Regions from separate parts of the Mus musculus genome. Here regions 1, 2, 3, 4, 6 and 7 are each linked to region 5. A link is a contact called in public HiCAR-type, Micro-C and promoter capture Hi-C data. All regions are on one chromosome and are shown on one strand. Each heading gives the region's core, a stretch centred on a gene start, on an enhancer-like site or on the middle of the called end of the contact. The rest is flanking DNA. Distances are from core to core; before and after follow the strand shown.

Region 1 (4,030 bases), core at 470-2,969, 570 kb after region 5:
AGAGAGATATCCTTAGATTTCTGGCCCAGAAGATGGGTTTCTCTTCATCCCTTCTTATCCCTGGAGTGGGCTTCTTTTTCCTCCCAGCAAGGTGAACATATAATTCCAAGTTTTCCTAGTCTTAGGAGGAGCCAGTGTGGGCAGCCAGGTGGGCTGGGCAAAGATGTGGTCTACTTGTGGGTAGAGCTAGAGATTCAAAGATGTTCTCCCTCTCCATCCCCCGGGACGGGAAAAGAGCGGCTTGGTACTAGCCCAGCCCCGAGCAGCCCTGGTCTGGCTGTTCTGACCTCCAAACTCTCCGGCCTTCGAGGATGGAGCCCGAAGGTTACAAATCTCCCTCCCTCCCTCCTTGACAGCAGACGCTAGGAACCATAACCATATGGCGAGGGACTTTGAGTCCCAAGTCAAAAGTGCAGTTTCGCGGACCCCAGCAGGCGATTAGTAAAAGCGGAGAATGACCTAAGCATTTGAAGACTCCCGAGACCACTTGCTTCAGACCCTTCCTGCTTCCCATTCATCTTTCCTCCAAACTCCCTTGGTGCTAACTCCGAGGCCAAGCGTTTCTTGACCGAGATCAATGAAGTTAGGACTTGACTCGGCGTCCGGGGCTGGGACAAACGGTGAGTTCCGCTAACTAGTCTGCGGCTCCGAGGTCGATAGAACCCGGCAGGAAGGCAGAGCCGAAGAGAAGCAGCGCTCCGTGCATGTGCGTGTGTGCATGTGTGTGTCTGTGTGCAAGAAAAGAATTTCAGGGAGGGCAGCCAGTCCCAGGACCTCAGTTGCTGCAACCCAGAGAAGAGCGAGGGGCTGGGCAGTGGGCTCTCAGGGTCCCCGGATATGTTTCCCCAGAATTGTGTTCTAGGTTCCAATCCTGACTTGACAGCGTCAAGGCAGAGGTAGGTGAGAGATGTCCCAGTCCCGGGTCCGGCCACCACCCGACCCAGTTCCTCTGCAGTGAGGATACGAGGGACCCAGAATAAGCGGCAAAGTCGAGCGAAGTTTGGAGACCAGCGGGGTAGGCAGAACGGCGGGCTGGTAGCTGGGCTGTCCGGACTCTGCACCCGCGACCTGCCGCCCCCCCCGCAACGCGCCCGGGCGCCCCTAGACGCCTGGAGTGGAGCGAGGGAGCGCGCGGGAGAGCGCGTGTGTGCGGGGAGGGGGTGGCGTGATGAATTGCAGCAGAGAAATCCCATTAGATCCGGGGAGATGATTAAAGGCGAGGTCTCGGCCGGGCGCGAATGGCGGGAGCCGCGGCGGCTTCCCGCCCGTAGAGCCCGCGCCCCGCCCGGCTGGGTCGGCGCCGGGGACAGCGCAGCCGGCGGGACGTGGTGCTTGGGAGGAACAACAGGACGCACGGAGCAAGGCGCCGGGATGGTCTTGCTTTCCTACCCCTGGGAGTCCGCGCCCGCCCCCGTCCTGTGGCCGGACGCCCGGGTCCCTTACCGTGAGCCAGGAGCGCCAGCAGCGAGGGCAGGAGCAGCAGGGCTGCTGGGCGCATGGTGCTGCTTGCGGCCGCGCCCCGGGTCGGGGCCGCGGTAGGGGAACTGGGGACTGGGAGAGGCGTGGGCGCGGGGGGCAGAGCCGGTCCCGGGGAGAGCAGCGGGGCCGCCGCCGCCGCCGCCAGCGCCTGACAGAATCAGCACCACGGCCAGCGCCTGGCGTCGGCGCCCGGGATCGCCGCGCGGGGCTGGGGGCGGGGGCGCAGGAGGAGCGGCTTACCGTAAAGTCTCAAGCAAAGGCGCAGAAGACCCAGCGGCAAGAGAACAGGCTTTCGAGCCCTGGGGAAAGGACTGCCCTGCTAATGTGGCACACAGCCCCCGCCTTCCCGAGCTGCCCACGCCCAGCCAAGCTTGCCACCCTCTCCCGGGTTTGTAGCTTACCAAGGTGTCAGGTTCTAATCGGATTCTCCATTAAAGAGAACACCCCCTCCTCACCTCTCTCTCCACCCCACCTTGGTACCTGACAGCTACAAGGGTGATCTGGAAAGATGCACATCAGTGAGGCAGCTGGTGAGGCCCGCCTGCCCTTGTGGCAGCTCCATCCTGGGCCGATAATGAAGACGGCTTTTGAACGTACAAAGGACAATAAATTATTACTTTGCGCTCAATAAATGCCAGGGCTCCAGGCAGCTGCATCAGCAGCAAACTGTGCTCACAGAAAAGCTTAATTATCCTGATATTATAGTTAAAAGCCAGTGGCACTTGTGTCCTGGGGAGACATTCTCCACTTGGTAGGGGGCAACCTGGGTCAAGCTGTGGGGTGCTGAAGGCAGCACCCTGGGTCCCCATGTAGCCATGGGGTTCCAGACCTTGCTTCCTCTATTTCCTCTGTAGAACAAGAATAGCCACAGGAACACAGATCTTTTATGCCAATACCAGCTTCGGTCTTGGAACTGACGAAGAAAATGGGATAAGCATGAATATCAGGGGTCTTTATGACTGTTTTAGTTTTAAATTTTCATTTTTTTTTTTACCAGGACCTGGCACATGATTCCATACTTGATAGATAGGGAGGGGCTCTACCACTGAGCTACACCTTCAACCCACCAGGTGTAGCTGATTGTTTCAGATGGAGGAAAACTTGAAGAAGGGGCAGTAACCCCAGAGTAGTTGGAATAGTCAATAGCACAGAAAAATAAGATCCCATGACTTTGTGACCTGAGGAACCCCAGTAAGCCATGGGCCAATAACAGGCTAGCCATAGCTGTGCAGAACTAGAGGCTATTATTCAGACCCAAGGGACATGGTTAGGCTTGTTACTGAATTTCAGTGGACTCAACAGGACACAACCACGTGGCTGATGTTAATATCTGTAGAGGAAGAAGGAGGCCCTCAAAGGGCAGCTTAATGTTGAGTTCTTTCCATGTGAACGTGGGTCAAACCCCAACAATTTGTCCACAGCACTTCCCCCATCTCATCCTGGAAGCAAGTGACTTCTGCCCTAAGTTTCATTCCTAGGAGAGTCTTTCGGTCCTTACAGTCTTCCAGCTTTGCTCCTTTGATGCTCTGTAGATCCTTTTGTGGGCTCTGGGGAGCCATCTTGCTTGCTGTAAAGAATCCCAGGCAGCAGGTGGCATGTGGAGTTATCTGGGGAAGATGCTGGGTGAGGATTTTGGACAGTTGTCTGGTGAATTGGAAGAGAAAGGAGAGTAGCAGAAGGGATGGCAGGTAGGGGAGCCTTTGAAGAAAAGATCAGAAATGTGGAGAAGCCAGGAGAGAGGGACGGAGGAAAGGGAAAACAAGACCTGCCCACAGAATGGGAGAACAGGCGCAGAAGTGCCTGACTGAAGTCTGGAAACGGGTGAGTGCCATGAGGCTCTTCCTTTCTCACAGGCATTCCTGACATTTCTCACATCCCTGGGTCCTTCAGGACTACACAGCTCTGGGAAAAGGGGGTTGAGCCACAATGCAGGATGAACCTGATCTATCAGGATAGTTCCTCCTGACTTAAAGGCTTCTGGAGGTCTCACCCGACTATCTTGGCAGTAGGGCTCTGGATGAGCTGGGGACTACCTATAAGAAGAAAGGTAAGGAAATTTTCTGGGAACCTGCAACATGGCCTTCCTGACTGCCTGGGATACAAGAGGGAGTCCATTGCAGACTACAATCCCAGGATACAACACTCTCTCCTGAACCCAGGGAATGGATCTGCACTGCATGACTAGAGTAATAATACGGTTTGCTGTCATTCTTTACTGAAGATCTGGTAAACATGGCTTCTGTGGAATGGGTTCCCAGCAAGCTTGAGGCAGAGCCTGGACCAATCTAGGGAGCAGTAGAGGTTTTGGTAAACATCCTTTCTCATGCCTTTCAAAGGGCCCATTCTTCCTAGACATCGGCATTGCCCATAATGGAGGGCAATAAAATGTCCACGGGGACAGTCATCTATATCAAGGCTTACAGTTTGAGAGTTTACTCTATTCATACACACAATTTGAAAAGTAACACTGGCCAGTGAGATAGCTCAGTGGGTAAAAGGCACTTGCTATCAAGCCTGGTAACTGGAGTTCTATGCCCTACGTCACATTAGG
Region 2 (3,662 bases), core at 1,138-3,637, 730 kb before region 5:
TAATCACACATAGTGAAGTTCTCTACCTGTGCAATAAAGGGGAAACTATAAAGTCATCTACTGCAGGTCCAGAAGACTGAAGTGGCTATCCCAGTAGGTTGTTTCCCAGTTGTTGATGGATAATGCCGTGTTATGATGCAGTGGAGAGTATGCGTTGTTACTCAGCACTGCAGGCTGAGGTGAGTCAGTCACTATCACGGAGGGTGAGGAGGCCTGAGAGTGAGGATATGGAACAGAGTCAGGACCGAGGCAAATGTAAACAGAGCCACGGGGCCCTAAACACAAAAGCGAAATCAGAAAGTTGCATGGTCCTGTGTCCATCCTGACAGTGACTAAGGAAAAGGACGGGATACGTTAGGAAGTGGATCCTAACCACCAATCCGTTAACATGTGGTGTTGTTCATCCTGATGAGATGACATTAGCAAGTGAGGACTTGGGAAAAGTCATGAGGGCAGGAGCCCGCTTAATGGAATTTGTGCCTTTATAAGTCCTCCACACTGCTAAGACAGGAGAAGGGAGTGAAAGGGGCTTTCACCAGTCCCCAACCGTGCTGGCTCCTGGGTCTGACTTGCAACCTCCATAATTGTGAGAAGGGTGCGTTGTATCTAAACCACCTACCTAGTCTCTGTGTGATTTGTGACAACAGGGCAAACAGACCTGCAAGAACGCCTCCTGATATGAGCCGGGAAGAAGTCCTGCTAAGACACAAAGCTAGCCACTCTGTCTGTGTGCTCCTCTACTAATAAGGTTTGAACCTGAAAATCCCTCCACAGGCTGGTTTTGAGGGTTACTTTAAATGTTGTAACCCCTAAAGGTTGTAGGGTCTGTTTGGTGGAACCCGGTCACTGAATGCAGGGGAGTTGTGGAGGTTATACCTACCCCTACCTCTGGCCTAGCTCTACTTCCTAATCTGCCACCTTGTGAACAACTGTGGCCTCGTGTTCCCACCGTCATGCCTTCTCTGCCTGCTGGACCAAGTGACACAGGATATTTGTCCCTTAAGTTGATTCCGTCAGGAGCTTTGGCCACGGTAACATGAAAGTCCGTGACACGCCCCATTATACCTGCCTCTGCAGAGGGGTCAGGTTTCCTCTTGGATGATATTATATTATATTGGTAGAGCTGGGCAGAGAACCAGCCGACTCGTGTGAGCCTTCTGTGCTGCAAGGGTCTGCAGTAACTGGAAAGTGGTCAGGAAACCCACAAGTCAGAGGTGGCCCCCTCACCCCACCCCATCCCACCCCACCCCGCTGCCTCTATTTTCTCTCAGCCTGTTTTGTTTTCTTCAATTTCGTCAGGCCCCTTCGGTGGTGCCGGATAAGCTGCCCCAGCTCACTGCCGTCTTGCCACGGAATCCTACGCGATCTCATTTCTTCACCCCCTCCTTGGACTTTCGAATAAAGCCCTGTTTCAAATAAGTTAATCATTCTTAGATGTTGATTCCTTGTTTAGAAGCCAAATTCCTCACACCTGAGGAGATTCTGTCGCCTTCTCACGGGAGCTGCTGGCGCCTGGCTTTTGGGTCAGAAGGACTGATCAGGAACCAGACCCCCGGTCCCGGTTGGGCAGACATGAACATAGCCCGAGCTGGGAGGTTTGGATGAGAGACCTGGGGGCCACGCACCCAGCTTGTGCTGTGTGGAGAAAGCAGATCCCTCAACTGGGTCATGCTGCTCAATGCTTGGCCAAAGCCAAGCTGGCTGGGCTCGGTCCCATCTGGCTCCCAGCAAGAGGGTGTGCATATAGCAGTTTGGCCAGATGCCACACTCCATAGACGGCTGCCCAAAGGATGTCGCTGACATGGTGACTGAGGCTGCTATCCTGAGGAAGACTCCTGTGACTGACTGCTCAATTGGCTGTTGAATGATGTAATAATGTCTCCACACAAGTGGCATTGGCTCTTCCTTCCTTTCTGCAGTGCTGAGTCCTGGCAGCTACTTGACATGTGTTACCAACATTGGTTGAGCACTGACCACGGGTGCATTTTACTGTTCCTGCTGCTGGTCAGCAGTTCTGGGAAGTTTTATTGTTTTCCTTTGATGTCTGTGCAAGCCATGAGGCTAACTCCCTCCTCTAGGTGGAGGCGGTCACATGATCTCAAGGTCCAAGATGGTGCTGAATGCAGACTCCTGTTTTTTCTTCATAATGCTTGTGAGCGGATGCTAGGAAGAAAACAGCCAGGCTCCGCTGTGTCTTTGCCAACACCTCCCCGCCTTTCCCGGGGAGGCCAGCCATGATGTCAGGCTAACCCTTCCCCAACACACCCTACCCTTTTCACTGGATTGTGGAAAAAAAAAAACAAAAACAAACAAGGATTACCCCTGAATATAACGAGGCAATTGAAATAACCACACAGAGTGACTGTGGTCCCTGCCCTTTGCTCGGTGCCCAGGGAAATTACACCGGAGCTTGGCTAGGTTTTTGCTCCGCTCTGCTGTCCTTGGGTACACATATCACTCAAACAAATCATTTTTATTGCCCATGTGACAAATCTAACTCAAGCAGGCTGTAGCAGGATTCTGCAGGGCTGGGCTGGGCTGAAGGCAAGAAAAGAAGTAAGCTGGCCTCGAAACTCCCCTCGTTGATCAACACCTGACCAAGGCCGCAGGAGCCTCTTGTACCAGCAAGATTGGCCTCACTGGTCCAGAGATGACCTGGACAGAGTCCTCGAGGCTGGAATGGACTGGATGTAAGTTCTCTGTGTCAGCTCACAGATGCTCTTGATGGAGTGGACCAAATCCAGAACAAGGCAGGGCCGGCATCGTCATCAGTAACAAAGCTCAGTCATGCTTGTCACATGACCCTGAGGAAAGTTAGACTTTAATTCTTCTCCCAGAAGCCAGGCGCCATATCAAATGCTTGTGAAGACAAGGCCACCCTGATGTAAATGAGACCCTCTCTCAAAATAAAACCATCCTTTACATTAAAAAATTATTCATTTGGTGAGAGGTTTGAGACAGGGTTTCTCTGTGTAGCACTGGCTGTCCTGGAACTCACTTTGTAAACCAGGCTGGTCACAAACTCAGAGATCCACCTGCCTCTGCCTCTGCCTCTGCCTCTGCCTCTGCCTCTGCCTCTGCCTCTACCTCCTCCTCCTCCTCCCAAGTGCTGGGTTAAAGATGTGCACTACAAGTACTCAGCTAAGATTTGTGTGTGAGAGTGTGTATGTGTGTGTGGTGTGTGAGACAAGCAAGCCATATGCAAGTGGGTGCTCTCAGAAGTCCTAAGGGGGCACCCAACCCTCTGAAGCTGGAATTACAGGCAGTTGTGAGTCATCTGACACAGGTATTGTGAACCTAACTGGGATTCCCTGAAAGAGAAATAAGAGCCATCTCTCCAGGCCCCTTCCACCATCACATTTTAACTGAAACTAAGATATATTTTGTAATCAGCATGGTTTTCAAAAATCCTCATGGATGTGGTAGCATATAACTGTAATTCCAGCATTCAAAATCAAAACAAGACAAACAAACAAAAAAATCCCAGCATTCAAGAGACTAAGGCAAAAGGATAAGAAGTTGGAGGCAAGCCAAGTGTGGTGGCGCACACCTTTAATCCCAGCGCTTGGGAGGCAGAGGCTAATCTGGTCTACTGAGCAAGTTCCAGGGTGGCTGGGAAAACTCTGTCTTGAAAAATCAGAGGAGGAGGAAGAGGATGATGA
Region 3 (3,818 bases), core at 591-3,090, 790 kb before region 5:
AGGCTGTGGCCTTGACTACTCTCATTCCTGTGGCCTGCTGACAATCTTGACAGTGTATCCTTCTATAACCTGTACCTTCCCCTTACTCAAAACAAAATTAGCTTGCTTCTTTTGCAAAATCTGTGTGAGCCCTCATTTCTAATTCTTTGGACAAAAAGCCAAGGGCCTGAAAGCAATCAGCCTATAGCCCAATCATTGGTAACCAACCTAGCACTTGGGGCAGACCAGGGAAAGTTTGAGGCCAGCCTGGGCTACAGGTAAAGTAGCCCTGGTTTGAATGGCAGCATTTATCTTGTGCCTTCCAGTGTTTCGCGGTTGTTGGTTTTTTTGGGTTTGTTGGCTAGTGTTTTACATTCCGGAAGGTAGCAGCACCTTCTAAGTCCAGTCCCATGCATCTGTATCTTTGTGCTTAGAGAATCTTTGCAGAACAAATAGAGTCCTCCATGGTATCTCAGGAATCCTGAATTCCTGAGATTGCAGAGGTGTGTTCTATTGCTTGCAAAGCAAGCTCAGGAGAAAAAGGCTTTGCTGCAATCACACTGCGAATTGTTCTATGTCACTCAGTATTGTGTGACACAGTGGCTTCCAGGCTCTGCCTCTCCCTGGCTGACTTTTTTTCTAAGCTTACTGTAACTCTTCTTTTTAAAGACTTGTTTATTTTTATTTAACATGCATGAACCTTTTGCCTGATTGTGTGTCTGTGCACCATGTTCATGCCCTCAGAAGCTGGAAAGCATCGGATGCCCTGGAACTGGAGTTACATGCTGTTGTGAACTGCCAAATGGGTGTCAGGAAATGAACCCAGGTCCTCTGGAAGAACAAGCAATGTTTTTGTTTTGTTTGTTTTGTTTCCCAAGCTGAGGCTGTCCTGGAACTCATTCTGTAGACCAGGCTGCCAGGCTGGCTTTAAACTCACAGAGATCTGCCTCCCTCTGCTTCCCAAATCCTAGGATTACAAGTATGTGCCATCAGCACCAAGCTGTTTGGCTTTTAATGTATGTGTGTGTGTGGTGTGGTGTGTGGTGTGTCTGTGATGTGCACAGAGGGTAGCACATGAGTCCCAATCCACAGGTCAGCAGCTTCATTCTAGAAACTTCCAGCCAACATGAGTGAAGCGCATGCCAGCCGTAGACAGAATGAAGATATCATTTCCAGAGCCCAGGCCCTCTTGCACATACATGCGTTCTTCTTTTTAGTGCAGAGTTCCGGTCCCTGGACTTTTAAAGCCAGAGCCCATCTGAGCCTATGTTTGGGAATCAAGACTGATGGTGTAATAAAATTAATAGCCCATCAAACTTCTTGGCTGAATTACAGTCCCATTATTACAGGAAAGACAAACAACACACTCCATTAAACTGAAGGGTGAACGAGACTATGGAGAGAAGCACAGAAATGATGGGAAAATTGTGGCCTCTTCAGACCTGGAGTCTCCTAGACCGTGTGGTGTGACAAATGAGCTCTGGGAGGGTAAGTGACCTGCCTAAGGCGCTGGGTGCCTTTTGAAAAGGTGAGGCCTTAAGAACACAGCAAGCTAGCTCCCTCTCTGGACTTAACTGGAGTCTCCTGTCACCCCCCTGGGGCCCAGAGGAGGACCCTGCAGTATAGTGATCACCTGAACACCTGAGCCTTCCTCAAGTGTGCTGCTTGCTGTGACTTCTGGGTGTCAACATTTACACCCAGTGAGAACTGCTCACACCAGTGCTCAATGACAGCAGACCTGTCTGTCCCAGTTCCTGGTTTCAAACCAAGGGCCCAAACTGTGAATTCAGCAGGCAATGTCCTCCAGGACCACCAGGAAGCCTGAAAGTGAGACTCAACCTCAGGAACAAAGGCCTCTTGGGATATCATCTGCAAAGAAACCCATGTGTGCGGGCATGCGTGCATGGGTGTGGGTGGTGGTGGGGTGGGTGGGTAGACCTTTAAATAGTTTTTGTTGTTTTTTTTTTTTTTAAAAGAAAGCTAGGTGGTTAAAGCCAAGAATACCAGTACCTTTGACCTATTGTCACTAGGAACAAAAAGCATAGATCCTAGAACCAAACACGTGGAGGAGACACCTGGCCAGGGTAGGGGGACAGGTGGGTCTAGTTTTTGTGGACTAGGAAGGCAATGTAGGAGGCCGCTCTCCACCATCTCCGCCTCTGCCTGGTGACAGTTGATAAACATTAAGTCACATGCTTAGGGAAATTGCAACACAGGAAGTGAAATTGGGAAATCGAGTCTAAATATGTCTAGGGAGGAAGAGGGAGGCATTTCTTGAGGGCTGGGTTAAGGGGGTGGGATGGGCGTATATATTCACTGGTGATAGTGCCTAAGGCCATGAGTCCCAGGCTCTAGATACTTGCTAACCTGGTCTCCGGAATTCAGAGAAAAGGGAGTCATACATCTGGATGAGTTGGAGTGCCAGGAGACCCATTCATTAATGTGGCATCCGCTTGGCCCCTCCCCCCTTTTCTCTGACCTCTGCAGGAAGCAGGGGGATGACTGAAGTCTGCCTATGCCTCTACCTCCACTTCCCAACAGTTACAATTGGCTCCAGCACTCTGTAAAGGAGCTGGCTCTTCCAGGAGGCCCCAGGCTCTCTCTGGTATGGATTTTTGTTTGTTTTGCTGGGCTGGAGATGGAATCCAGAGCCTTGAGTATGATGGTCAGACACTCTACCATTGAGCCACGCACACACCCACCCCCACCCCAATGCTGGGTTCGTGTTAGGATGCTGGCAGATCACCAGCATCCTCCTAGTCGTTGTCAGGAATGTCCGGGATATTGCCACTTTACTCCATAGGACAGTTAAGAATTCAGACGGCAGCCGGGCATGATGGCACTCGCCTTTAATCCCAGCACTTGGGAGGCAGAGGCAGGCGGATTTCTGAGTTCAAGGCCAGCCTGGTCTACAGAATGAGTTCCAGGACAGCCAGGGCTATACAGAGAAACCCTGTCTCGAAAAACAACAAAACAAAACAAAACAAAAAACAAAAAAAAAAAAAAAAAAGAATTCCGACGGCAGAAGCGAGGTGATTTTTGGGTAAAGTGAGAGTAGAGAGAGTCCTCTTTCCAACCCTTAGGGCAGTGGAAGACTAGATGTGCAGAATGTAAAGACAGGCAGGTGGAGTCTGCTGGGGGTGGGTTCAGTGTTCTAGTAGGCTTGCTCTTACTCCCCAGTTGTAGCGTCCCTCGCTGCCTCCGGAAGTGCTTTCCTATTTGCTGCCTCGTACTGGCCCACCAGGAAAGAGAAGTCCTCGGTGTTCTGCCCCCAGAAGACTGGTGGGGGCCCTCCCTGCTGGCTTCCCACAACCCCTGTTGCTGTGGACCAGCTGCCAGCCCAGCCCACTGTTTGGCATCCCTGATGTTTACCTAGCTGGAGAAATGTCAGGCCCAAGGCCTGCTGCTTTAACAAAGAAACACTAGTTTTCTGGCTGGGTGGATCCTAATCTCACTAGGAAGATAAAGGAACTAAAATAAACTGGAGAGATCTCTGCCTGAAACCGGAAGCGGGCTGCCAGACAGGCCGTTTACTGATAAGACCGTAGGATTGACCCATTTCAAGTAGACAACAATCCAGGGCTGAGGGTTTGGGTGAGATGTACAGTACAAGTATAACAAGTAAGAGGCCGTGGTTTCAACTCCCAACACCACCAACAAAGAGGATGTTTTGGTGTTGTTCACTGTATCCAGGGTAGTGTAGCCATCATTGCGAACAATTTTAGGACACTCTCATTTCCCACTAGAGAAATATTTTGTTCTACATTGGTGTGATGGCATTCACCTGTAATCTCAAGACTGGGGAAGTGGAGGCAGGAGGGGGTCAAGGGCTACAGGAT
Region 4 (3,599 bases), core at 664-3,163, 520 kb before region 5:
AGGGAATGTAGCCGAGGCCCGGGGCTTAGGGAGGCCAGGAGCAGCTCTGCCAAGACTGTGGGCGGAGCAGTCGCCTTCACTCGGCTCCTCTGCTAAGCTTAACCAGCGACAACCTTAACTCTGGACTGGACGAGGCCAGCAGAGCCATAACCCGTGTCTCTGCTCCTCTTCACAGCATTAACAGCAGCAAAGTCATGCCCCGCTTTGAAAGGTTTGGCCTGGGGACCCTGGAGTCCGGTAATCCAAAGATGTAGCCAGCCCTGCACGTTCATGCAGAGAGTGTCTTCCTTTCGAAAACATGATCACGAAACATGCAGACCACCACCTCAAGGAATCAGAAGCATTGCATCCCAAGCTGCGGACTGGGAGCGTGTCTCCTCCCTAAAGGACGTGCGTGCGTGCGTGCGTGCGTGCGTGCGTGCGTGCGTCACCAAGGTGTGTGGAGCTCAGGATCGCAGCCATACACGCAACTCCAGATGATACCACTACCGCCAGTGTTTACACAGAGGTTTCTGCCTGGCAAGCTTGGTATTTTACAGTAGGTGAAGATCATTCTGCAGAAGGGTGCTGGCACAGTGGAGCAGCACGGATGTCCCCAGCCCCCGTTCTGGAAGACCCTACAGCTGTGAGAGGCCCAGGGTTGAGCCAGATGAAAGAAAAGCTGCGTGGGTGTGGGCTGTACCCGGAAAAGGGCAGGTGGCAGGAGGTTTGCCTTGGCCTGTGCTTGGGCCGAGAACCACACTAAGGAGCAGCAGCCTGAGTTAGGAATCTATCTGGATTACGGGGATCAGAGTTCCTGGAGAGTGGACTCAGTTTCTGCTCTGATCCAGGCCTGTTGTGCTTTTTTTTTTTCCCCCTTAAAAAAAAAAAAGTACAGACAGAATCTCAGCGGCTTCTAGACTGATCTGATGGATCTTAGCCCGGCTTCTACTGCGGGGGGGAGGGGGGGAGGGATAGCCACATATCTGTGGAGACACCCACTTCTTTATCTGAGGCCTCCAGGTAGGCACAAAGGCTGTGGAACTCAGCCTCTATCATCAGACACCCCCCCCCAATGCCTCATTGACCCCCTTCCCCCAGAGCCAAGGGCTAGCCCATCGGGTGTGTGTACAGTAAGTTCTTGGTGAAGGAGAACAGGGACGTTGGCAGAAGCAGTTTGCAGTGGCCCTAGCATCTTAAAACCCATTGTCTGTCACACCAGAAGGTTCTAGACCTACCACCACTTCCCTTCCCCATCTCATGGAAACCTTTTAGCCCATTCTGACCCCTGTGTGTGCTCTGAGCTCAGATCGGGTTATGAGACCGCCCAGGCACATCAGTCAGGGAGGCTCTGATGTGAGCCGCAGACCTCTGTGTTCATTCCTATGAGCTGGAGGGGCTGGACTGGGTGGGGTCAGATGTGCTTGGCAGGAACTGTCAGCTGCTGAGCAGGGTGGTCCCTGAGCGGAGGATAAGCAGCATCAGACTCCACAACCAGAGGAAGAAAGAAATGGGGATGGAGCGGAGACCCACGGGCTGAGTCCCGCTGTGGAGTGGCCTTGCAGCTCCCTCTCAGTTAAAACTCCCAGTAAAGCCACAGTTCTCCGAGCACCCAAGTCTGCTCCAGCCGTCTCTTAAAACAGGCCACTCTCTGAGAAGTTGTGGAAATCCCCTTCCCCTAGGCCCCAGCACAGTTATTCACACTACCGGAGAGCTGGGACAGTAGCATTCTGACCCTACCTCCGGGTGGGGAGGAAGAGCCGTGAGCCTCTGTTCAGATCTGCGTGGGCTCTCCAATCATTTCTCTACCCCTTCAGCTTTCCACATTAGCCCTTGACGTGACCTCCCTACTCCAAAACCGAGTTGTGTGTGCCCCCTGCCTCTGGCAGTCTCATGCCTGCACCATCCCAGAGGCCACAGTGCCTGAGGCTCAGGCCGGTCTCTCACTGTGTAAGTGTTGTGATGTTGGCCTCCCCTCATGGTAGAATGTGAACCGTCAGGCTGCCAGCTGAGTTAACCCTTTTCAGTTATCCCCTGACACCAAATCACAGCAAGCGGCACACAGCCTACTGACAGCAGCAAGCCTGGGTCTTGCTTTGTGCTGTGAACATCACAGTTGAGAAAGCTTTGAGCCCTGCATTGAATATGGTCTTGTGCATTGGCTGAGAACCAGATAGGAATAGTAGTGGCCCCTGGCTGAAGGAGCTGACCATCTTCTGGGGGCCAGTGTGCTGGGGCTGCCATCTGCCCCAGTGGAGCTATAGTTCTAGGGCCCTCCTCCTTGCTTCCCAAGTCCTGCCTCTGCTCGGCCCTTCCTGTAAGAGAGTTCCCACCGTGGCCCCCACTTCCTTTTCTACTTAAGTGACTGTGAATTGAAGTTAGGAAAGCTTGCCTCCTGCGCACTCTCCTCGTCTCCTGGGAGACACATGAAGGATGACAGATACTGTGAATTCAGCCCGCGTAGCCACTATGAAGGCAGTGAAAAAGGCCCAAGCATCGGAGAACCTGCCCACCTAAGGTGTGATGCCCTTTACCAGGCACCCTGGGTTCCCAGCCTCACCCCGAGGGAGGCCTTTTCCCATCAGAGTGGCAAGTAGTGAATCCTAGCTAGTGCTGGGCTGCTCTAATGCATCCAGTCAGAGCCCTCGGCCATTGTCTTCCTGGTCCAGGCAGGGAGTGGCAAACCTGTGTTGCTCTGTAGTGACAGGGTGGGGTGGGACAGCCACGCTGTGCTGCAGCGCTGGCCAGGATATCATCAGTGTGTACACCTAGCGTCTTCTGTGGCCACGAGGCAGACATTTATTTGCTTATTTTGAATGTGATGTAAAATTTGTACAGTAAAAGTTTTTATATTTTCTATCAATTGCATTTGTCTTCCAGAAATGCTTTAATTTAAATTAAAATGGTTAGTCTTGATGAATGTGTTACGTTGGGGTTTTTGCCACTGCTAAGAATGAATGTCCCCTGTGGCTCAGCCAGGCCTAGGGGTCTGGAGTGTGTGAATAAAGTTTACCAAGGTATCTGGAGACTCCTGTTTGTTTTGAGCAGTTCAGATGACTGTTGGGGACCATGTGGGTAACTGGCACTGGAGGGCAAGAATGGAGGGCACAGGGTCTGAACCCTGCCAGGGGTTAATGAACCTCCCTAAAGAATGGAGGCAGGATCAGAGGATCAAGAGTTCAAGCCCTCCCTCAGCTAGATAGTAAGTTCCAGGCCAGCTGAGGCTACATGGGACCCTAACAGAGAGAGGGAGAGAGAGGAAGGGAGGGAGGGAGGAAGTCAGGGGGAGAGGAGGTTATGCCTAGATCTCAGAACAGGCTGGAAAGATGGTGGCTCAGTGGTTAAGAGCACATCCTGGTCTTGCAGAGGACCAGAGTTCAGTTCTCAGAGCCTAGGTTAGTTAGGGTTTCATTGCTGTTGAAGAGACACCATGACCAAGGCAACTCTTATAAGGGACAATATTTGAGGGTTGTTTATAAGTTCAGAGGTTTGATCGATTGTCATCAAGGCAGAAAGCATGGCAGCATCCAGTCAGGTAAGGCAGGGAGGGGCTGAGAGTTCTACATCTTCATCCAAAGGAAACTGGGAGCTGGGAAGAGGGTCTCAAAGCCCACCTCCAT
Region 5 (4,055 bases), core at 77-2,576:
TAACACGCTTAGCTTAGCTGGGGAGGTGGAAAGAAAGCATGTGTTGTCACCCTCTGAGCCAGTCCCGTTAATCTCCCTGAGCCTTACTTTTTATAAAGTGGGACCATGGTGCCTTGCCTCATCAGGTGTTGAGAGATTCCGTGAGCTAGAACAGACAAAACGTTTCGTGCCTGGAGTAGCTTCCAACTCATTCCCATAAGCCGTTATCGATTTACTGTTTGATCAGGCTAGGTGCTTGTCCCATCCTACCCCCCGCTTCGAATCTGGATTTTTGGGGCAAGAAGGGGGGTTGGGGGAGAGCTGGCAAGCACTTTGGGGGAGGTTTTCTTTTCTTCTCATAAAAGAACAAAGCTTCATTTCTGGCCTCTCCTTGTTCTCTCTAAGCTGGGTGTTACAGCATAGGAAGTAGTGGGTCAGAGTCTATTCTTCTTTCTTTATTTTTTTTAGATTTATTTATTTTATGTTTTGTGTATAAGTGTCTGCTCACATGTGCATCTGTGCACCACATGCATGTCTTGTGTCTATGGAGGTCAGAAGAGGGCTTTGAATACCCTGGAACTGGAGTTTTGAACAGTTATGAGCTGCCGTGTGGATGCTGAGAATCAAACCCAGGTCCTCTGTAAGAACAAGTACTCTTAAAGGCTGAGCCATCTTTCCAGTCCCAGAGCCCATTCCTGAGGCTTTCACTAATCCATTGATCCTCGGGGGACCACCCTGGCCACACCTTCAATGACCTCATTTATTTTAAAAAAAAAATGGACTCATTGGGCATACTTTCTAGACTCACATACTAAGTGGGATTTCTCTATAAAGAAAGTGCTCACTGGGGTAGAGTGCCAGGTTTTGGGCCAAATTCCAAGCACTGGCACACTTCTGAAGCCCCTCCGTTTTCTGTTCTGTAATCACAGGCGAGCGTGCCTTTGGTGTCTCTTCTCTATGGACCGCAGTAGTCTCAGCGGCAAAATGAAACACTAAATTTTACTCCCTACAGACGCGTGAAGCCTAAGTGGAAACCGGCATTAAAGGGCTTTAAGAATCTCAACTGCGATTCTTTAACCATCCGGAGGGGACGTGGATACATGTAGCCAGCTTGCTTCCACATTTTGGGGAGCCGAGCGAGCGGTAGGAAATGGAAGACAGCTCTTTACAGCCCTTTCTACAGCATCTTGCACACCACCAAGGGGAGACTGGGGAGAGGAGGCGGAGCCAGGTGTGGGCGTGGCTGGAGACCTGGGGTAGGGCTTGCGCCTGCGTCGGGGGCGGAGCCCGTGAAACCTAGAGGCGGGGCGTCAAATCCTTGACTCTGCTGCTCAGAGGCGTGGTTGCTGTTGAGCATCTTAGCTCCGCTGTGCTTAGATTGGAGCAGCGCTTTGTTCCGGGCACCGGCGTCTCTACCCTCCCGCGTCTGGTCCATGCTTCTCTCTCCCTTCATGCCCTTCCTAAGTCGCTGAGTCCCGGAGCTGCCCTCCTCCTTCTGCTTCTACACTTGTAGCCCAGCACCTTTACCGGATCCTGTTTGCTTTTTTTTTTTTTTTTTTTTTTCTTTCTCCTCCCAAGGCCGGGGTCTCTCTGCCAGGCCCCGCCCCTCTAGGCCTGGCATGTCCCCTGCTGCCCAGCGCCCATGGTCCTGACGCTGCTCTTCTCCGCCTACAAACTGTGCCGCTTCTTCACCATGTCAGGCCCACGGCCGGGCGCCGATCGGCTGACAGTGCCCGGACCGGATCGGAGTGGTGGCGCCAGCCCATGGTGGGCTGCGGGCGGTCGCGGGTCTCGCGAAGTGTCGCCCGGAGTGGGCACTGAGGTGCAAGGCGCCCTGGAGCGTTCGCTGCCTGAGCTGCAGCAGGCGCTGTCCGAGCTGAAACAGGCAAGCGCGGCGCGGGCTGTGGGCGCGGGTCTCGCCGAGGTCTTCCAGCTGGTAGAGGAAGCCTGGCTGCTGCCGGCCGTGGGCCGCGAGGTGGCCCAAGGTCTATGCGATGCTATACGTCTGGACGGTGGCCTCGACTTGCTGTTGCGGCTGCTTCAGGCACCGGAGCTAGAGACCCGTGTGCAGGCCGCGCGCTTGCTGGAGCAGATCCTGGTGGCTGAGAACCGGTGAGGGAGAGTGGGGTGAGGTGTGGGGTTGCCAGGGCAGTGAAGGTGGTTGGAGACGGTATCCCATTGCTGATTTTGCCCTAAGCCCATAATTCTCCCGTGCATCTGGGTGTCTTTCTGTGTTACCTTCTCACCAGGGCAGCCATGACCTTATTCTGCAGCGTCTGATCAGGAACAGAAAGTTTTTTGGTTTTTGTTTTGTTTTGTTTTGTTTTTGTTTTTGCTAGGACGAAATAGTAGGGGCAGAGAAAACTGAGGTATCTTTCCTTCCTATGGGAAACTGCTTGACTGCTTCTCCTTTGCCTACCTCCTGAGACCTCCTTTTGAACTATTATGAAGCCTTTGAAGGGCCCACTTTCCCGGTCTTCTGGTGCCAGAGCAAAACAGGCTGTCACACTAATTTTCACCAAAATCTCAGGCTCTCAGCTCAGAATTTTTAGAAGAGTCGCTTTCAGCACGCAGCCCTCACAAGTGTCACGACGTGTTTTCTCTGGCATTTTTGATCACCTTTGATATGTGGAAATTACACAACTGTCCAAAAAATGCACAAACAGAATGATTTGGGTTGGGAGACCCAAGGTAGGTTTCTGCTTGCTTAACCCCTCTCATCTAATATCCGCTGTCCTGACTGGGATAGGCCATGAGTATGGAGAACTGGAAAATGGAGTAGGTGCTTGCTGAGTGTGTTGGAGCCCAGCTTGGCTGGTGTTGGCTTGGTATGGTCAGGGAGTTAGAACTGGTGGTACCTGTGGGAAGTGGGTGCAGGAAACATGATGCAAACATACGGATATGTTTTCAGGAATGGAAATGACTATCCTTACTTATTGACAGCTCTGAGAGAGTAACCTCTATCTAGTGTACAAGTCCCCAAACACATGCGGATGCCTTTTCAGGACCAAGGACAGGGCACAAGTCCCGCTATCCCTCATGCTCCCTCCCCAGAAACCCCGGGGCTCTGCTTTCATCCATGGGGACAAGACTGGAAGGGAGAGAAGCAGGGAACACACGGGGGCTTTGTGTTTATTCTCCACCCATCAGCCTCCTCGGTGCCTCTTTTTGCCATCCCATTCTGGCAGTTCTGGACTTCCCCAGGGTGATGCTGCAGCCACTTCCCAGAATCCTAGCTCACTGGCTCTCACCCATGAACTGTCAACAGTGTAGGGATCTTCAACTCTGGTCCCATAATACCCAGTGAGGGCACTGCCTAACTAGCAGCCCTCTAAAATCACAGGCCACCCCACCAGGGGGACAGAATGAATATAGTGAACATATCTTTGAGGAAAATAAATGGCTTCCCCTAGAATATTGAATGAATAATAGAGGAGTCTATTTTTAATATAAAGAAAGAAAACTATTACACATTACAATTCAAAACTTGCAAAGGTGTATAAAAAATGGTATAATGACAAAAGTTCTCAACAAATCCTCTCCTGTGGAGGAAAACCACTGAACAAGCTTTTGTATCTCCTTCCAGAGAGGGGTGGAGCATATACAAGCATTTGCACACATAAATACACACACATATATGCATGTGAAAAAATATATATGTATGTATACAAATGGTTTCTTACTTAGCAGCTGGGATTTGAAACTAGACCTGTGAACCCCCAAAGATTTCGGCCATTGCATTAGACCCCCAATCTCAGAGAACAGAATTGAGAGGTGAATTTACAGTTTTCACAACTATCCATAGCTTTAACTTCCTTCCTGGGCATAGGAAAAGATGAGGCCTGAAGGCTAAGACTTAGAGGTGAGAATAAGGTTCCAGCTGTGAACCCATGTTCCAGAGTAAGCCCTTCATTTCACTGGACCTTAGGTTAGTCTTCTGAAAATGTGTTAGATGAGATGGCTTCATTTTCCTATGTGTATGAATGTGTTGCCTGCATGTATATCTGTGTACCATGTATGTGCGGTACCCATAGAGGTCAGAAGAGGATGTTAGAACCCATGGAACTGGAGTTATA
Region 6 (3,611 bases), core at 60-2,559, 650 kb before region 5:
ATTCACTATTTGACCAGATTGGTCTTGAACTCACAGAGATCCTCCTGCCTCTGCCTCTGGAGTGCTGGGATTAAAAGTGTGTACACTTGACTTCAGTTTTTACTTCTTTTTTCGAGACAGGGTTTCTCTGTGTAGCCCTGGCTGTCTTGGAACTTGCTCTGTAGACCAGGCTGGCCTGGAACTCACAGAGATTCTCCTGCCTCTGCTTCCAGAGTGCCACTGCCACCTGGCTCATTTTCACTTCATTTTTATTGCTAGAACATGTGAGGTGGACTGATGGGAGAGGAGAATGAGCAGGTGTGGTAAAGCTTAAATTAGGGCAGACTGGGAAACACCACTGCTAAGACCACTGACTGCTGAGGCTCAGGGTCTCATCTAGATAGTGTGAAGTTAGAAAGGAGCTAGCATGTATACTTGATCGCACATGCCAGCAGTTAATATGGGTGCTGTTAGAAACATAACTTTTTTAAAGAAACCCTCTAGACTAGATGGCTATGACTACCCTATTTGATGTGAAGGGGAAACTTGGGCACTCAGAGGAAAGCTATTTGTCCAAGTTCACATACTGGGTAGACCCAGGTTCTCTCTGGCTCGAAACTCTTAGAACTGTTCAACAAATTAATATTTTGCCCATGTGGCATCTACAGGGTATGGGGGGCACTAAATTTATTTTGTTGAGTAAATAGAACACAGAAGAAAGTCCTTTCTCCTTGCCTGCACAGTAACTTTGGTGTGACAATTCAGGGTCAAGCTCTATGTGAACACAAACACAGCCTCGTCGGGTGTTGTGAGATTTTGATGAAGGTGGGTGTTTCTTTTTCTTTTCTTTTGATAGTGTTGGGGAATCAAACCTAGGGCTTTGTGTTTGCCTGGCAAATGTTCTGCCGCTGAGCTACACTTTTAGCGCATTCCCATACATGGTAACCCCTAAACTCATACAAAAATTTTAGGACCCTCAATATCCTACAAGACAGGGGTTATCTGGGTCTGAGCCATCAGCCCCTTCCCCACCCCATTCGCCAGTCTCGGAAAGCTACTGATGTGTGTGCGCTTGCGTGTGTGAGAAGGGTGTAGTAGTGGGAGATGGGGGTAAAGGAATCAAACTCCCTAGACCACGACGCGCACGAATTGGAGCAGGCGCAGAGCAGCCCCTTCTAGACGTCAGGCGGGGCCGAAGTGCGGGCGGGGCCCCGAGGGCGCGGGCCAGAAAGCAGATGCGATGCGCGGACTACAAGTCCCAGAATGCGTCGCGGCCCCGATCCGGCCCCCGCTGTCGCTTAAAGGCTCCAACAACCACAGCCGTCGGGTAGTGGAGGCTTTCGCTTTGCCGCCGCGTCTGGGCGGGAGGAGGAGCGGACTGGGCAGCAGGCTTTCGGGACTGCAGGCTTAGGCGGCGCCAAGGGGCGCTCCTAGTGCAGCCTTCCTGGCTCGGGGCTTTCCTGCCGAGGCGCCCGTGTCCCCGGGCTCCTCGCCTCGGCCCCCAGCGGCCCCGATGCCGAGGCATGGATAGAGCGGCGTTGCGCGCGGCAGCGATGGGCGAGAAAAAGGAGGGCGGCGGCGGGGGCGCCGCGGCGGACGGGGGCGCAGGGGCCGCCGTCAGCCGGGCGCTGCAGCAGTGCGGCCAGCTGCAGAAGCTCATCGATATCTCCATCGGCAGTCTGCGCGGGCTGCGCACCAAGTGCTCAGTGTCTAACGACCTCACACAGCAGGAGATCCGGACCCTAGAGGTAAGGGGCCGTTGCGCCCCACGTCCGGACCCGGCGGTGGCCCGGGAGCCGCCCCACTGCTTTCCTTCCCGAGTTGCATCCTGCAGCGGGGTTGCTGGCTGGAGTCTTCCTCCCTTTCCCGAGCTCTCTGATGCGGCAGCGTGAGGACCTACGACCAGCTCTCACTTTGGAAGAATTTAGGGGAGGGGGGTGTTAGCGTGGAACTGGATCGAGTCTCGAAGACCAGCGTGCCGAGTAGGATGCACAGGGCACCCCACTGCAAACCCCTTTCCGCCTTCACCCTATTTCCAGTGCCCACAGTAGTCATTGTCCCACTGAATCACGCGCCGGTCTTTTCTCCGTGTGCTTTAAGTCCGGTAGCGTGGGCTGGGGCGATGTGGGGGACGTCCCTTGAAGTGTGAGCGTCGATCGATCGGTGGCACTGACTTTCCCCTCACTCCCCACTCTCCTTGTTGTCCGTTTCTTTCCTTTCCACCAGGTCTCTGCCGCTTTTCAAAAAGTGTTTGCTGAAACAGCATTTTTGCTGTTCAGGCGTTGGGGTGCTTGTCTTTGGAGATGTCACAGCGGTTCACTGCTTAAAATGAAATTACCCTTTGACTTCCCTACTCCACCCCAAACACTGAGCTTTGGCCTAGGAAGGATTATACTGGGGAAGGGAACCTTTGGTAAGAACAGGCTACTTAAGGGGGTTGCTGACAGAGATAACCTGGAGTGCAATGAGGAAACAAGATGTGTGAGCTCTCTTCTCTCAAATTATACAGTTGGGAAGTGCAGCATTAAAACGATTTGGAAGAACCAGCCAGAAAGGTGGTTGGCATTTCAGAAGGGGACGCTCCCCCACCCCCTTACACATTGGGGGGGAAACTAGTGCCTTCCCAACTTGCTTTTGCCCAGAGACTGGAAGACCTTTGAAAGTGAAGGGGTTATTTAGTAACTCTTTCCCTAAGAAGGGCCTTTCCCTGGCATTGCCACATTTGGTTTCTGTAGGTCTGAGGATGTCTTGTTAGATACATAATACCCTTTCTCTCTCCTCTCTCTCTCTCTCTCTCTCTCTCTCTCTCTCTCACACACACACACACACACACACACACACAATTGCTAATTGCATCTGCCAGCTGTCCTAGAGCCAGCTGATGATTGCTGTAATTATTACAAGACCAGCCCTCCCTCCTCTCGCACCACAAGCCTGAATCCTTGTTTGATCCAAAATGCTCAGGGTGACTCTCCCTTAGTTGTATTTTCATAAAAGCCATGAAGCCAGGGACATTGGGAGACTCCAAACAGTGCTGGCTATTATTATTGTTTTTTTGTTACAGTTGCTATAGCAGGACTGACCTGGGGTTTGCCTTAAAAACAAACCAACAAAACCCTGCACTGGGAGTCTCTGCATGTGGATTTCTTGAACACAGCTGAGTGTGTGTGTCCAGCAAAGTTCACTTTTTAGGCTGATACAATAGGAGGCCTGTGTGTCATAGTTCTGGGCTCGTTGTCCTGCCATGTATATCTGTTGAGTTGCTATGTTGTTGGGCTGTTGAATGTTCTGGGTTGGCCTTTGTAGTTCCTCCCCAGGTCCCTTTGAGGTGCTCCTGGGTCCCTGGTTGTATGTAGAATGGCTTATTCTTTATTCTCTGCAAATTCTCTTTGTCCTCTGAGATTGCACATCTTGACAAAGTTGTGACATCAGATACCCCAGAGTCTCCAGCTGTTCAGGCCTCTGAGCTGGTTAGGCAGTAGCCTCCCTACTGGGTGCATTTTGAGGTCATCTCTTGTGGCTTCTGAAGGCCCAAGGGCCATTTGCAGTGTGAACAAGACACATGCCCTGTTCTTTGCAATGCATTTGAAAGATCCTTCTGGTCCCTGAAAAGACAGGACTTTGGATGCCAT
Region 7 (3,559 bases), core at 582-3,081, 990 kb before region 5:
CAAAGCCAAACACCAGGCCAGAAAATGATGTACATATTGTTTTCTCTGGGCTGGATGTGATGGTTGTCAACTTGATCAGATCAGTCGTGATAACCCTCATGAAAATGGATCTATTAACCTTCTCATGTGGACAGAAGGAATGCTCAGGAGCCACGCTCCCTGTCCCGAAGGGTATGCTAGGGGTAAGTAGTTGCTGGAGGGAGAAGACTCCAGGCATGCAACTCTGAGATCCATCACTGATGGAGACAAGGGCTTTGGTGAAGCTGCACACTGAGTCACTGATGCTCCTGGAACACTATTAGCACAACTTGGAAGAATAGCTCCTTCGGTCTATCATTTCCCTCTTTGTCTAGAGTGAATGGAAATAGGTCACCCAGGACAAGTCACACAACTCATGTCACCAGCACTCAGGTACATTCCCAGGTAGTTAACCACAAGGCTGACAGGAGTGGTATGGCGATATGCTGGAAGGAGACAAGAAGCACAAATATACCAAGTCCAAGTCTCATACCAACCCAGGTAAAATGTTCCAAATAATTTGAGTGTCAAACTTCTATTGATTCAACTTTAGGTTGTCAAAGATGAGTGTATATATGACCTACCAAATAGAAGCCAGAAAATAATAGTGGGCTCTTAAATTTAGGCTGATGATTCGTGAACGTATGTTTATGACACAGAGGAAATAAGTCAAATGACCAATAGTTGCTACTTCAGACATTACTAATCATATCATTGGAGAGACAGAAATAAACTGACAGCTTTTCAATAAATCCCAGTGTCTCCTAGTCTTAATAATACTTACTATGCTAGAAGGTAGAGAAAATACAAAGAATAAGAGGTGTGCTTGACCTGAAGGCAGGGCAAGAAAAAACCCAGACTCTGATAACTGCAATTTCCTAAAATGACTAATTCTTCACCATAAAATTAGGGCATGTTCATACATAGAAAAAGGGTACTGACATCAGAGGTAGGCCTCCACAGGAGGAACTCTGAGCAAGGAAGGAAAAAACTTCAGACACAATGACAATATTAAGGTCTTTCAAGGCTGGATAATGGTAAATAATTTTTGTTTGTTTAGCATCATTAAGGTTAATAAAAAAAATAAGATAGTGAGAAACCAAAGGTTAGACAGCTAGTCATTTGGCTAAATGATAAATGAAATTAACAGATTACGAGAAGACCCAGGGCTACATGAGACCCTATCTTATAAAGCAAAACAAAACAAAGAGACTCTGAGAAAAAATAGGGAGAAAACACTGAAGTAAGTAAGGCAAGATTGAGTTGTTAGAAGCTTGATAATAAGCTGAATAGGCAGACTTGATGGCCACACTGTAATCTGAGCACTTGGAAGCGTGAGGGAAGAGGATGGTGAGTTTAAGGCCAGATGTTCAGAAGATTCTGTCTCAAAGAGGGGCGGGGAGGAGTAAAAGAATAAATTCAAAAGGTCAGGGTTAGAAAAACATAATTAATTACTGGGCCACAGTTAGCTCAAGGAGTAAACATCACTACAACCATTTCAACTCTATTCCCTAGAGTCAATTCTCAGAATAAGCAGGGAGTAGGAGAGGCATGGTAGCAGACACTCACTATCTCAGGCAGTGACTTAGTGCACTGCTCTGGTTGCCAAGAGGCTTCTTTTGTTGATTTTCTAAGTATGATCACAACTACCCTCCACAAGTGAGGTTAGAGATTTAGCAAGCATTTGCCTATTCATTCAAAGGAGGGGAAAAACTCAGCACAGAGTAAGGACATGTACTGGCTTGTTCCCCGCCACTCTCGCAGTGACTTCCTTGTGTACCAACACCACACCTTGTGTCCATTCCTGCTACACTCACGGTGCCTGCCATGAAGATGAAGCTGTTACTACAACACAGCCCTATTTCCCCGGAAAACACTGACTTCAGCTCGTGAGAGAGGTGGCTTAGGACATTTTTTAAAAGGAAACTTCTGTAATTGAGTCTCACACTATCACTTCCATGTCTAATTCTTTCTTTAAAGTGCCATGCGAGGGTACTTTTATCTTTATTTATCAACATTTAATCTCTTAAGATGTAAAATTCCTAAATTATTTTAAAATCATCATTAATGCTCTTACTTGGTTTGAAATCATGATAATTACAAAGCAAATTATATATTCGTCTAGTTAGAGTCAACCCAATGAAGCAATCCATTTGGGTGCATGCAGGAAGATTAAATGCAGTGAGGTATTCACTGGATCCTTTAAGTAAGTACATAGACTTTACAAAGATTTTATTTGAATGCCTTAATCTCTGTCAAAGTCTGCCTGTTTACACTAGATGTTTGGAAACGCTCCTTCCGATACTTCCAAAGAGGCGAGGCTCCAAGCACGTGACTGGCTCCTAGCTATATTATTTAGAACTCGGAGAGTGAGAAGAGACTTCCCTTCAGGATCATTCTCCAGGACCCAAGACAAAGGCTGAATTCATAATCTTCAAAACTAGTCTGCCAAATCAAAAGGTAGTAGTAACTCGAAAATGGTTAACTATGTATTAGAATGAAATAGAAGTTCTTGTATATATTCCTAAAATTTAAGTTTAAGATTTGAACAAAAAATATAATATTTTATCATGGTAAGCAGGGGTCTGCTTATTACAGGTATAGCAAGCTATTAGATTTGAATACATGCTAAGAGAAAAGTAGCCTAATTCTAGAGAGAGTACTGACCCTTTGGTATAGGAGCCTGCTCTGTGTTACCATTCATACCGGCTAAAGAACCTGAACTAGGATTCAGACTCAGGCTCTCAGTCTGCTTACTGTAGAATAGGCATCTCTAGACATGCTGTATGTACCCCTCGTGTAGGCTCAGCTGTAAAATGGCAGACTCATTTGTAGTCAATTCTAGATTTCCTTTTTAAAAAGCTATGGAATTCTCTTAACAGCTCGCCCTTTGCTCTCTTCTACCCCTAAAGAAGGTTAAAATGAAGGAAACCTTAGCATTGGGGAAATCATTTGACTTATGGTTGGTTTTTTTCTTCTACTTTGTTGTAAAGATTTAAAAGTAATATTCTAATTTGTAGAGCTACCCCTTAAACTACTAAGCGAGAAGCTTCCTCCTCCTCCTGCTACTCTCCTCTCCCACCCAGTCTGTCAGCCAGTCCTTCAGGTCGAACCTTTGCTGCTGTCCTGTTCCTCACACCAACCCCATTCTTACTGGTTCAAATGCCTCATGGTTAACTTGTTTGCAAAACAGGAAAACAAAATCAAGCTCCTTCTAGTATTCAGAACGCTTATTCCTGAAGTTAGTGACCTAGATAGAAAACAAGTCTGTTATCGGGTGAGGTTCAGAAAGGAGGGTTGTTATTTGGTCATTAATGAATAATTTAAAAGTCCATTTATATTATGTGAATATACTATAGAGATACAACTAAAGATATGTGATTGTCTATGTGTTTGTGAACTGAGTATTAAATTTTATGATCACTTTAAAGCAAAAGAAAACGATGACCAAGCATTCCTTCACTGTCACCCTGCTCCTCATGTGTGCTCATATTATGGGAACAATTTCAACAACAATAGCAGCAACAGCAGCAACAACAAT

The links. Promoter capture Hi-C pulls out the DNA fragments that hold promoters and counts their contacts. A called contact is a pair of places that touch in the nucleus more often than the background predicts. HiCAR-type assays count read pairs that join an accessible place to other places.
Region 1: a contact with region 5 is called in a promoter capture Hi-C map of liver. The contact joins the promoter of Sez6 here to the promoter of Sarm1 in region 5. A contact is called at or near these places in 3 of 39 promoter capture datasets (fetal liver, liver and neutrophils) and 1 of 9 other capture datasets (adipose tissue).
Region 2: a HiCAR-type map of kidney shows a contact between it and region 5, with 4 times the contacts expected there. The contact joins the enhancer-like site here to the promoter of Sarm1 in region 5. A contact is called at or near these places in 2 of 39 promoter capture datasets (hippocampal neurons and pre-B cells), 2 of 15 datasets of contacts at CTCF or cohesin (embryonic stem cells and large pre-B cells), 1 of 484 Hi-C or Micro-C datasets (embryonic stem cells), 5 of 115 datasets of contacts at active chromatin or transcription factors (embryonic basal ganglia, forebrain, kidney and 2 more) and 1 of 9 other capture datasets (liver).
Region 3: a contact with region 5 is called in a promoter capture Hi-C map of pre-B cells. The contact joins the enhancer-like site here to the promoter of Sarm1 in region 5. A contact is called at or near these places in 2 of 39 promoter capture datasets (embryonic stem cells and pre-B cells) and 1 of 9 other capture datasets (embryonic stem cells).
Region 4: a Micro-C map of palatal mesenchyme shows a contact between it and region 5, with 1.9 times the contacts expected there. The contact joins the enhancer-like site here to the promoter of Sarm1 in region 5. A contact is called at or near these places in 1 of 484 Hi-C or Micro-C datasets (palatal mesenchyme), 4 of 115 datasets of contacts at active chromatin or transcription factors (astrocytes, embryonic basal ganglia, large pre-B cells and 1 more) and 1 of 9 other capture datasets (liver).
Region 6: a contact with region 5 is called in a promoter capture Hi-C map of pre-B cells, with 2.3 times the contacts expected there. The contact joins the promoter of Ksr1 here to the promoter of Sarm1 in region 5. A contact is called at or near these places in 4 of 39 promoter capture datasets (embryonic stem cells, hippocampal neurons, liver and 1 more) and 2 of 484 Hi-C or Micro-C datasets (CD4 T cells and CD8 T cells).
Region 7: a HiCAR-type map of astrocytes shows a contact between it and region 5, with 3 times the contacts expected there. The contact joins the promoter of AU040972 here to the promoter of Sarm1 in region 5. A contact is called at or near these places in 2 of 39 promoter capture datasets (HPC-7-derived erythroid cells and pre-B cells) and 1 of 115 datasets of contacts at active chromatin or transcription factors (astrocytes).

What each region holds. Positions count from the first base shown.
Region 1 is chr11:77,928,528-77,932,557 of GRCm38.p6, reverse strand. It overlaps Sez6 (seizure related gene 6), which reads right to left and starts at 1,719. Exons shown (of 17, transcript NM_021286.4): 1 at 1,444-1,719. The coding sequence starts at 1,498. It overlaps Gm11190 (predicted gene 11190), which reads left to right and starts at 3,270. Exons shown (of 3, transcript NR_033549.1): 1 at 3,270-3,300.
Region 2 is chr11:79,228,161-79,231,822 of GRCm38.p6, reverse strand. The region is part of intron 1 of Gm30470 (a long non-coding RNA gene); the gene reads right to left. Among named protein-coding and RNA genes, the nearest start is that of Gm30470, 5.3 kb to the right of the region's middle. Within about 2 kb of position 2,387, at least 52 of the 459 cell types and tissues checked have an H3K27ac peak or open chromatin away from gene starts, as enhancers often do. A contact at or near this core is called in kidney and liver, where this site is marked.
Region 3 is chr11:79,286,078-79,289,895 of GRCm38.p6, reverse strand. No RefSeq gene overlaps it. Among named protein-coding and RNA genes, the nearest start is that of Gm30561, 18 kb to the left of the region's middle. Within about 2 kb of position 1,840, at least 111 of the 459 cell types and tissues checked have an H3K27ac peak or open chromatin away from gene starts, as enhancers often do. A contact at or near this core is called in pre-B cells, where this site is marked.
Region 4 is chr11:79,012,840-79,016,438 of GRCm38.p6, reverse strand. It overlaps Ksr1 (kinase suppressor of ras 1), which reads left to right. Exons shown (of 19, transcript NM_013571.3): 19 at 176-2,999. The coding sequence ends at 254. Among named protein-coding and RNA genes, the nearest start is that of Gm11201, 9.0 kb to the left of the region's middle. Within about 2 kb of position 1,913, at least 15 of the 459 cell types and tissues checked have an H3K27ac peak or open chromatin away from gene starts, as enhancers often do. A contact at or near this core is called in palatal mesenchyme, where this site is marked.
Region 5 is chr11:78,495,025-78,499,079 of GRCm38.p6, reverse strand. Sarm1 (sterile alpha and HEAT/Armadillo motif containing 1) reads left to right here and starts at 1,326. Exons shown (of 9, transcript NM_172795.3): 1 at 1,326-2,091. The coding sequence starts at 1,622.
Region 6 is chr11:79,144,171-79,147,781 of GRCm38.p6, reverse strand. It overlaps Ksr1 (kinase suppressor of ras 1), which reads left to right and starts at 1,309. Exons shown (of 19, transcript NM_013571.3): 1 at 1,309-1,727. The coding sequence starts at 1,503.
Region 7 is chr11:79,482,303-79,485,861 of GRCm38.p6, reverse strand. AU040972 (expressed sequence AU040972) reads left to right here and starts at 1,831. Exons shown (of 4, transcript NR_045305.1): 1 at 1,831-1,916; 2 at 2,144-2,224; 3 at 2,298-2,478; 4 at 3,450-3,559. The region is part of intron 36 of Nf1 (neurofibromin 1); the gene reads right to left.